Regions from separate parts of the Arachis hypogaea genome. Here region 1 is linked to region 2. Evidence: chromatin contacts called from public Hi-C data. All regions are on one chromosome and are shown on one strand. The core of a region is the stretch at or near the end of the contact, and the rest is flanking DNA. Distances in the headings are between cores, read along the strand shown. Region 1 holds the start of LOC112794351 (putative cyclic nucleotide-gated ion channel 8). Region 2 holds the start of LOC112797065.

Region 1 (4,196 bases), core at 1,105-3,604, 130 kb after region 2:
TGTCTTGATTCTGATGTTACAGATCATTTTGTAGGAGACAATCTCATTTTATTTTTTGCAACTACAAAACTTCCTGAAAGTTTCAACAACCTTGAACCAAACTATTATGAATATGTGTCTTATTTAATATTTATTAGTTACTGTAGTAATTAATACATGCTAAATAAAATAAATTCTGATTGATTTTAATTTTTTTTTGTTACTAAATATTTTCGTTTAGTATTTAGTCATCTTTTAAATAAAAATAACACTTTTATAACATATCAAAATTTAATTCTATAATTTATTATTTAAAAATTAAAAAAATATTTCACATAAAGATAATAATTATAAAGTTGGTTAGGGTATCTACCTTGTTTAAATATTTTTGTCCCCGAGATGGAAATTATTATCCATATTGCGAACGGCAATATCAAGGTTGAACCGAATGAGAATCCTAAAGTAACTAATTTATTTTATTAATATACATAGGTGGGATTTGGTGTACATATTTTGTATTAATCAATAAAATAAATACAAAAATATATGTAATATTATTGTTGGGCAAGCAGCTGAAGAAGTGGTTGATGGGATCGATTATTAGCGTGGGTCATCATCATCATCAAGATGGCTGAAGTCGGGTTCTCGAGGCTTTTGGGGGGGAAGGCCGATGCCTTCCGAACTGGAAGAACGGGGCCTCTGCCCACGCAAATTAGTTGCAAACCGGGAAGCATACATAGCCGAATCTAACCCAATAAGCATAGTAGAAGTAGCAGTAGCAGCAGCAGTAGTAGTAGTAGTATTAGCAGTAGAAGATGAAAACGAAGAAGATGGAATCAAGGCCTTTGTATCATCATCGTCGTCGTCATCATCATCATGATGGGATTGATCATCATCGTCATCATCATCAAGCTTGTTTATGTGGTGCATGGATGCAATTTTCCTCCTCTGGTGGCGCCTCCAGGCAGCCTGGATGAAGATGGCAGCCCAAGTCCGCCACTGCTGGGAGTAGAAACGGAAGGTGTGCTGAACCTGCCTGCTGTGAAGGCGCCTGAACTGGGAAGCAACAAACTTGAGCTCCTCTGCCTCCAGAGCGAATGCCTCCATTTCATCCATGGCCTTCACAGTCCTTGTAGATGACGGTAAATTCGACGATGATTTTGGGTCCAGTGCCCATGTTAACAGCTCTTCTCCACAGAAGTCACCTTCTTTCAGAAAACCTCTGTTGAAGAATCCACTTCTTCCGCCGTCCGTCGTCACGCTCTCAAGTTGGCCACGTACAATGAACAACATCTCATTCACCGGATCCCCTTCCCTTATTATGCACGTCCCCTTTGTATGCAGACATGGCTTCAGTCGCTCGCATATCGCATCCAGCAACCGCTCATCCATGTTGGCAAACAGAGGAACCTGATCATCCATCCATCCATCCATGCATCATCATCTATCAACGTATAATACATACATACATACACATGCTTTGCTTATATATATATAGCTACCTAGCTTACCCTTCTAACCAAATTCAAACAAAGGTATCGTTTGATGTCTCTCCTCAAATCTTTGGGAAGTTTCTGAACCAAGCTCTCTTCATCTACTCCACGTGTGTTAAACCATTTACATTTTTCATAGCGTCTAACTTTTTCCCTTAGCTCCGCTGGAAGCAAGCGGTGGTGCATCCATTGCTCTGAGTCACGTCTTCTGATCCTCATTTCCTCTAGACGGACAGACATCGATTGAAGAAAGTTCTGGATACAAGACCAAAATAAATTATTATAGAAACCTTTTCATCTTTAATTAATATATATATATATATCAACACTTATTGGCATGCATTTACCTGCATCTTTCCAATCAAAACAGCAAAAAGGACAAGTCCCAAAACAGCTAATAAAATGCAAAAAAGAATTTCTCCGACGTAGGTGCTAGCTTGAAGCCCTTGACCAAGTGTGCTGCGTAAAGCAAAATAGAAGGAAGCTTCTTAGCTTAGTAAAACCTGTTAACAGATACACAGCTTCAAACACACTTCTTAACAAGTCCCAATAATCAATACACTAATGTAGCTTGATTAGGAAAATACCTTATGTTTTGGACACCCCACCATAAACAGTAACATAGTTTAGGAAAGAAATTGATTGATGCAACAATATTAGATGTTATGGCTTGATTGAAAATTCCATAGTCAAATGGGGCGTCGTCATCATCAGCGGAACACTTATCCTTAAGAATCTTTGGGCTAATCTTTCTCCATTCTTCATAGCCAGTAGCACGCTTATTTGAACCCCCACAGTACAAGAAATGCGTGAAACATCGCTCTTCCTCCATGCAAGCATTCCTCCAGCACGTGTCATTACGTTCTACAGCTAATAAGTACCATACAGACCCAGTTATCTGTGACGTGAGCATTGCACATTAGAATCACAAGAAGGCTGATGATGTATAGTAATAGTAGGCATACTAGCTAGTAAAGTTTGCATGACCTTTGGTTGCAATTAAGATGCACTTACGTGGCTACCAAGCATGTACCAAGTCAAGTAATATGCAGCGCCGACCAAAGTATTCTCCGAAAAAACACCTGCTGTCTTGCTAATCTCTGAGGCCAAAGGTAGAAAGCGTAGAAATCTTGGAAAATATTGGAGAATGACAATGTTCAACAGTTGCGTTTTTGTGGCTAATACCTTTGTGCGCGCTGGATCATGAAGATATCTCCACACGACAATCTACATGCATGACAAATAATGATCGACTCAACAATATTTAATTAATCTCCAAATTGAAAGGAAACAAAACAAAAGCTAATAACCTGTGGCAAAGGCAACACAGAGAGGAAGTCAACAATGAAGTAACGTTGCAAATATCTCTTAGCAATCTCTGCAGGATCTATGACGAGTTCACCTCGTCCAAAGACACGAGAAGAAGGCGCAATGAAAGCAGTGCGAAACTGAAAACTTATGCGAAGGATGTAGATAGCATCGAAGATTGTTCTGAGTGTAACTGCATAGCTTGCCAGGCTACTGTCTATGGCAAGACAGAATGATTTGTGATTGAAATATGGGAGATAAAAGAAAAGGGGATCAAAAGATACAGATATGATACACAAAACTTGAAAGAATTTATTCCACTGCAGAAGGGTCTTGTCTTGAGGGTCAAATATTTTTCTCTCAGACACTTTAAGATCTTCTGGGAACACTGATGCCCACGTCACTCCACTTTTCAGGGATCTCCCAAGTACTCTTAGCCCATTCGACCCCCTTCTCATTCCTACCCCAAAAGATTTTGATGCATTGTCGGTTCTCCTTATTCCGCCACTCCCACCAGTCGGAGGAAGCGGCCCCAGTCCTTTCAGATTAAATCTTAGTTTCCTCATCTATTCCTATATATGCTGCATCAAGCGCATACGCCAAATCAAATAGGAATTATTAATGCACATGGATGACATTGCATTATTAATTATTGCCTAACTGCTGGTAAAGCTCTCCTATTACTGTGTGAAATACAATCAATCAAATGTTTTGAAGATTACAAGCAGTTTAATGCTCCTACGTACAATTATAAAGCAGACAGACAGATATTGCCGTGAAGAAAATAACGAGTGCATATGCATGTGTCTCCGGTATTCTTAATACCAAATGCCCAAGGATGAAAGACGGGATCAGCAACTAAATTATATTAATTATTAAACATATCTATGATTTGAAGATGAACTTAATACATATAATTAATGGCGATGTTTGAACAAGCGGATGATTCTGCGTGCATGGGAATGACAACCATAAGAATGCAGAGCCAAAAAGAGATCCACAAGTAGAGAAAGAGAAGGAGAAACATGCATCGGAATTCATCTCTCCACCTGATTTGGTTATTTAAGACACTTATGACGGCTGTATGTTTTCCCCGACATTATAGTTACACCTGCTTTTATTTATTTATCTTTTTTTGCAAGCTTCATTTATCTTAATAACTTATTTTATTTTCATCCCTTAATTTTAGTTTGGTTATTGTTAAGGTTCAACAAGTATTTTTCTTAATTCATTTATCACTTCTCTTTTCTTTTTTGGTCATAGTGAGAAATTAGGAATTGTGTAGATTACTGTTGTCTTTTTTTTTTTGACAGAACCCGGGCTAACAAACCGGCCCAGATCCCAAGGAAACGAACTTCCATTCCCAAACCCGACCCGGATTTTAACTGCCACTTCCCTCGACGTTGAGTTATGCGA
Region 2 (4,027 bases), core at 819-3,318:
CTGTAAACGAATTCACATGCTTAAAGAATTTTATGCTTATGACATCTCCTCCTGTGCGCAGGCAAGTACTCCAAAACTTTTCAGGCAAAAGATGATGGTTATGGTCATCCACAAAACGTGCCACAAACCACTTTCCTGTGACAATCCTTGACTTTATCCGCATCTCGGCAGGACACCCACAACGGGTGACAACCTTGTGCTCTCTTTTGTGATCCTGCTTTTCTAACCATTTCTTGTCCCGAAAACCTTTTCTATTGCACAAATACGTAATCCGCACAAATTTCTCTCTTGTTTTTTATCTTCCTACCTTGTCGAACAGCAAAACCCTTCACCCGACTGTACTCTTCATATATACGAGCAGCTTCCTTAGGATTGTTGAACTCCATTCGCAAAAAATCATCAGCCGTTATTGTCGTAACTTCAGCAGCGTCCATTACATTCTCAACACTTTGCTGTCCTCCAGCTACCTCAACGTCATCATCTTTCATTCCCATATGTTGTGCTATTTCCTGAAAACATAATTAATTCATGTATTGAGTTCACATTGCCAAACTTAAATAATGAAGCTATTTGCATATTCACATTGGATTGCCGCATTGTAAAATGCATCTTTTAACCAAACCTCCCTACCACATACCTCTTCGAAGGCAACGTCCCCCACCCTTTCACTCACTCCATCCAATACCGCCTCATCCGCAAATGCGCCTTCCATCCAGCACCCAAGAACCTCTTCCATTGCGAATCACTTTGTCTGACCTGCACACCACCTAATCTCAATGGCTCAAACCAAGCAGGTCTTGAAATTATTATTTTTAGAGATATCTCATAAATTCCAATTTCAACAAGCAATTATTTCATGCAACCTGACTGAAACAAGAACAATTCACAACCATACACCTCAAACACTATCATTAAACCAGTAATTTCAATTTCATGATCGTTCACATTAACTCAACATACTCTTAACATGCAATAATTAACCATTTTCCTGTCTCACTTGTAATCTCCCACTCAAACCCTTCCCAAATTTCAATTCCTAATGACCACGTTGCGAGCACACTCCCAACATTACTGCAGTTCGCTCATTCATACTTTCCACTGCATTAGCAGCATTACCCACCTCTCCTACAATCCAATACTCAATAAACCACCATCAATGCCTCACAATACACCATTCTCAATTGCAAGCAAACTATTAAACATGTATATACTTCATCATAAACATCATCTACATCTAATGTGTCTTTATTACTAACTTTAGTTGTAGTATTTGTCCGTCTAACTTTGTCCACTTTGGTCTCGATGCATTCAAGTGAAATTTCCTTCTTAAAATGATGGTCCACCGTATCCAACATCCCCTAATGCTGCCCGTTGCACCCTCCGTTGCCATTTCTACCGACCCTCAAACCTTCACCGTCTTCCATTTCTGACACCACTGGAAGCCCCAATTTTGCTAACTAGCGCATTCGATCCCAACACCAACTTGGTTATTGCTCTCTCCTCACTTCAATCCAGTTGAGTCTGTTACCAACTTGGCTATTGCTCTCTCCTTATTCCAATCCAGCTGACCCTGCATGTAATTTCCTAAATAAAAAACGATGATGTTATTGTAATTTGAGTGTTTGTATAACGACAAAAAAAACACTTCTACCCGTTAGTGCTAGGAATAGCGCTATTCCAAAAAGGACAATGGCACACCTGATAACTTTTCTATAACTTATTCGGTTACTCTCTATAAATGACCTGTTAAGACAAATTTCTACCTATTAGTTTATACTAGAAAGTATTTTTGTAGTCACTAGCCAGTAGCCACCAATCAATTCAATAAGACAGTAATTACTCTAATACCATGCAAATGATTTCAACCCCATTGTCCAAAATATTGAAATAATGAATGTTTAACTCCATCATCTAAAATGATATGAGAATCCACCATAACAGTAGCGGTGGAAATTCATCTAAAATTCCTAATATTCACGCCCCATTTCACAAGCTAGAACATGGAAAAATCTTCCGACAGAAAGGGACTAACATGGAAAATGTATAACACGGCATGAAATTATGAGTTTATGACATTGTTTTCTCTGTACGAGCATGGTTTACTTTGACAAATATCTCCACTTACCGAGTCTAAGTCTGTCTCTTTGATCATGCCGTGCTCAAAACATTTCTATGCTTTTGGTCATTCATTTCTCTGTCTCAAAACTTTCTGAGCCTTGAGTTGTGTTGTGTGGTGTCTCTTCAAATAGTGTGCAATGAACATTCCGTTAGTTTCATGGCTTTTCTTCATATTCTGCTACTGCTGCTGGACTCACCTTGCTGTTACTGTCACATTGGTCCATGGCCAATGTCTTGAGGATCAACAATCATTGCTGCTTCAACTAAAGAGCAGCTTCGTATTCGAGCATGAACATTCAAGCAAACTGGTGTCCTGGAATGAAACCATTGATTGCTGTCGATGGAAAGGTGTAACCTGTGATAACAAGGGGCATGTTTCTGGTCTCGACCTTAGCGAGGAATCAATCTGTGGGGGTTTTGACAATTCCAGTAGCCTTTTTAGTCTTCAGAATCTCCAAGTTTTGAATTTGGCTACCAACAACTTCCATTCTAAGATACCATCTGGATTCAGCAAGTTGAAGAACTTAACTTATCTGAATCTGTCATATGCTTTCTTTGTGGGGGAGATTCCAATGGAGATTTCTCAGTTGACAAGGCTAGTTACTCTTGATATCTCCTCATCCATTGAACTAAATATTCCAAATCTGCAGAAGCTAGTCCAAAACCTCACTAGGATCAGGTACTTGCATCTTGATTATGTTGATATAAGTGCTTCGGGACAGGAATGGTGCAATGCTTTGTTGCAACTACCTGGCCTACAAGAAATAAGCATGTCATATTGCAATCTCTTAGGCCCCCTTGATTCGGCGCTTCACAAACTTAAGAATCTCTCCACGATTCGCCTTGATGGGAACGACTTCTCATCTGTGGTGCCGGAAACCTTTGCCAATTTCAAAAGTCTATCCACTCTAAGCCTTAGTGATTGTGAATTGAGAGGGAAGTTTCCAGAGAAGATCTTTCAGATATCAGCATTATCTTTTATAGATATATCTGACAATACAAATCTGTATGGTTCTTTGCTGGAATTCGCATCAAATGATCATCTCCAGACTCTGAAGTTGAGTATGACAAAGTTGTCAGGAGCAGTACCAGGTTCTATAAGTAAGTTGAGGAAGTTGTCCATCTTAGATCTTTTTGGAAGCCAATTTAGTGGAACACTCCCCAGTTCAATGTCAAACCTCATGGAACTCACTATTTTGGATTTGGGACATAACAAGTTCACCAATTCAATTCCATCTTTTAACATGTCCAAGAAACTGACCCATATAGATGTGTCTAACAATTTCTTCAATGGAAGCCTGCCTTCTTATCTTTTTGAACTCCCATTGCTACAAACCATTGTACTTTCCAACAATAATTTTCAGAGTCACCCACTTGAGTTTTCAAATTTATCTTCTACCATGTTCTTGAGCCATCTAGGCTTAAGCAGTAACAATATACAAGGGCCAATTCCATCCTTCAATATGTTCAAGAATCTCACTCATTTAGACCTGTCTCACAATGATTTAACAGGTTCAATTACATCTGATCACTTCAAAGGCTTCATGGAGTTGAACTACATTGATTTAGGGGCCAATCGCCTCAACGGAAGCCTACCTTCTTCTCTTTTTGAACTTCCATTGCTAGAATATCTTAAACTTTACAACAACAATTTTCAAGCATTCCCACATGAATTTCCAAACTTATCTTCCACCATGTTAAAGACTCTGGATTTGAGCAATAATAGCTTACAAGGCCCCATTCCTGAGTTCATTTTTCAACTCAAGTCACTAGAAGAACTCCTGTTGTCTTCAAACAAATTAAATGTTACAATATACACAAAAATGTTTCGGAGGCTTGAAAATCTAACTACACTAGATTTTTCACACAATAGCTTGTTGATAGAAGCAAATGTTACTGACTTGGGCAT

The links. Hi-C and Micro-C count contacts between places; a contact is called where the count stands out from the background.
Region 1: a contact with region 2 is called in a Hi-C map of an unstated tissue, with 4 times the contacts expected there. The contact joins the promoter of LOC112794351 here to the promoter of LOC112797065 in region 2. A contact is called at or near these places in 4 of 8 Hi-C or Micro-C datasets (leaf and an unstated tissue).

Annotation. Positions count from the first base shown.
Region 1 is chr4:101,545,982-101,550,177 of arahy.Tifrunner.gnm2.J5K5, forward strand. It overlaps LOC112794351 (putative cyclic nucleotide-gated ion channel 8), which reads right to left and starts at 2,355. Exons shown (of 4, transcript XM_072234688.1): 1 at 2,060-2,355; 2 at 1,820-1,931; 3 at 1,491-1,727; 4 at 548-1,389. The coding sequence starts at 2,304. The coding sequence ends at 580. It overlaps LOC140173038 (putative cyclic nucleotide-gated ion channel 8), which reads right to left and starts at 3,346. Exons shown (of 2, transcript XM_072234496.1): 1 at 2,783-3,346; 2 at 2,472-2,699. The coding sequence starts at 3,346. The coding sequence ends at 2,472. LOC112794352 (a long non-coding RNA gene) reads left to right here and starts at 4,083. Exons shown (of 3, transcript XR_003198829.3): 1 at 4,083-4,196.
Region 2 is chr4:101,414,312-101,418,338 of arahy.Tifrunner.gnm2.J5K5, forward strand. LOC112797065 reads left to right here and starts at 2,069. Exons shown (of 3, transcript XM_072234687.1): 1 at 2,069-3,389; 2 at 3,591-4,027. The coding sequence starts at 2,256. It overlaps LOC112797066, which reads right to left and starts at 1,735. Exons shown (of 3, transcript XM_072234686.1): 1 at 1,257-1,735; 2 at 638-767; 3 at 1-509. The coding sequence starts at 736. The coding sequence ends at 252.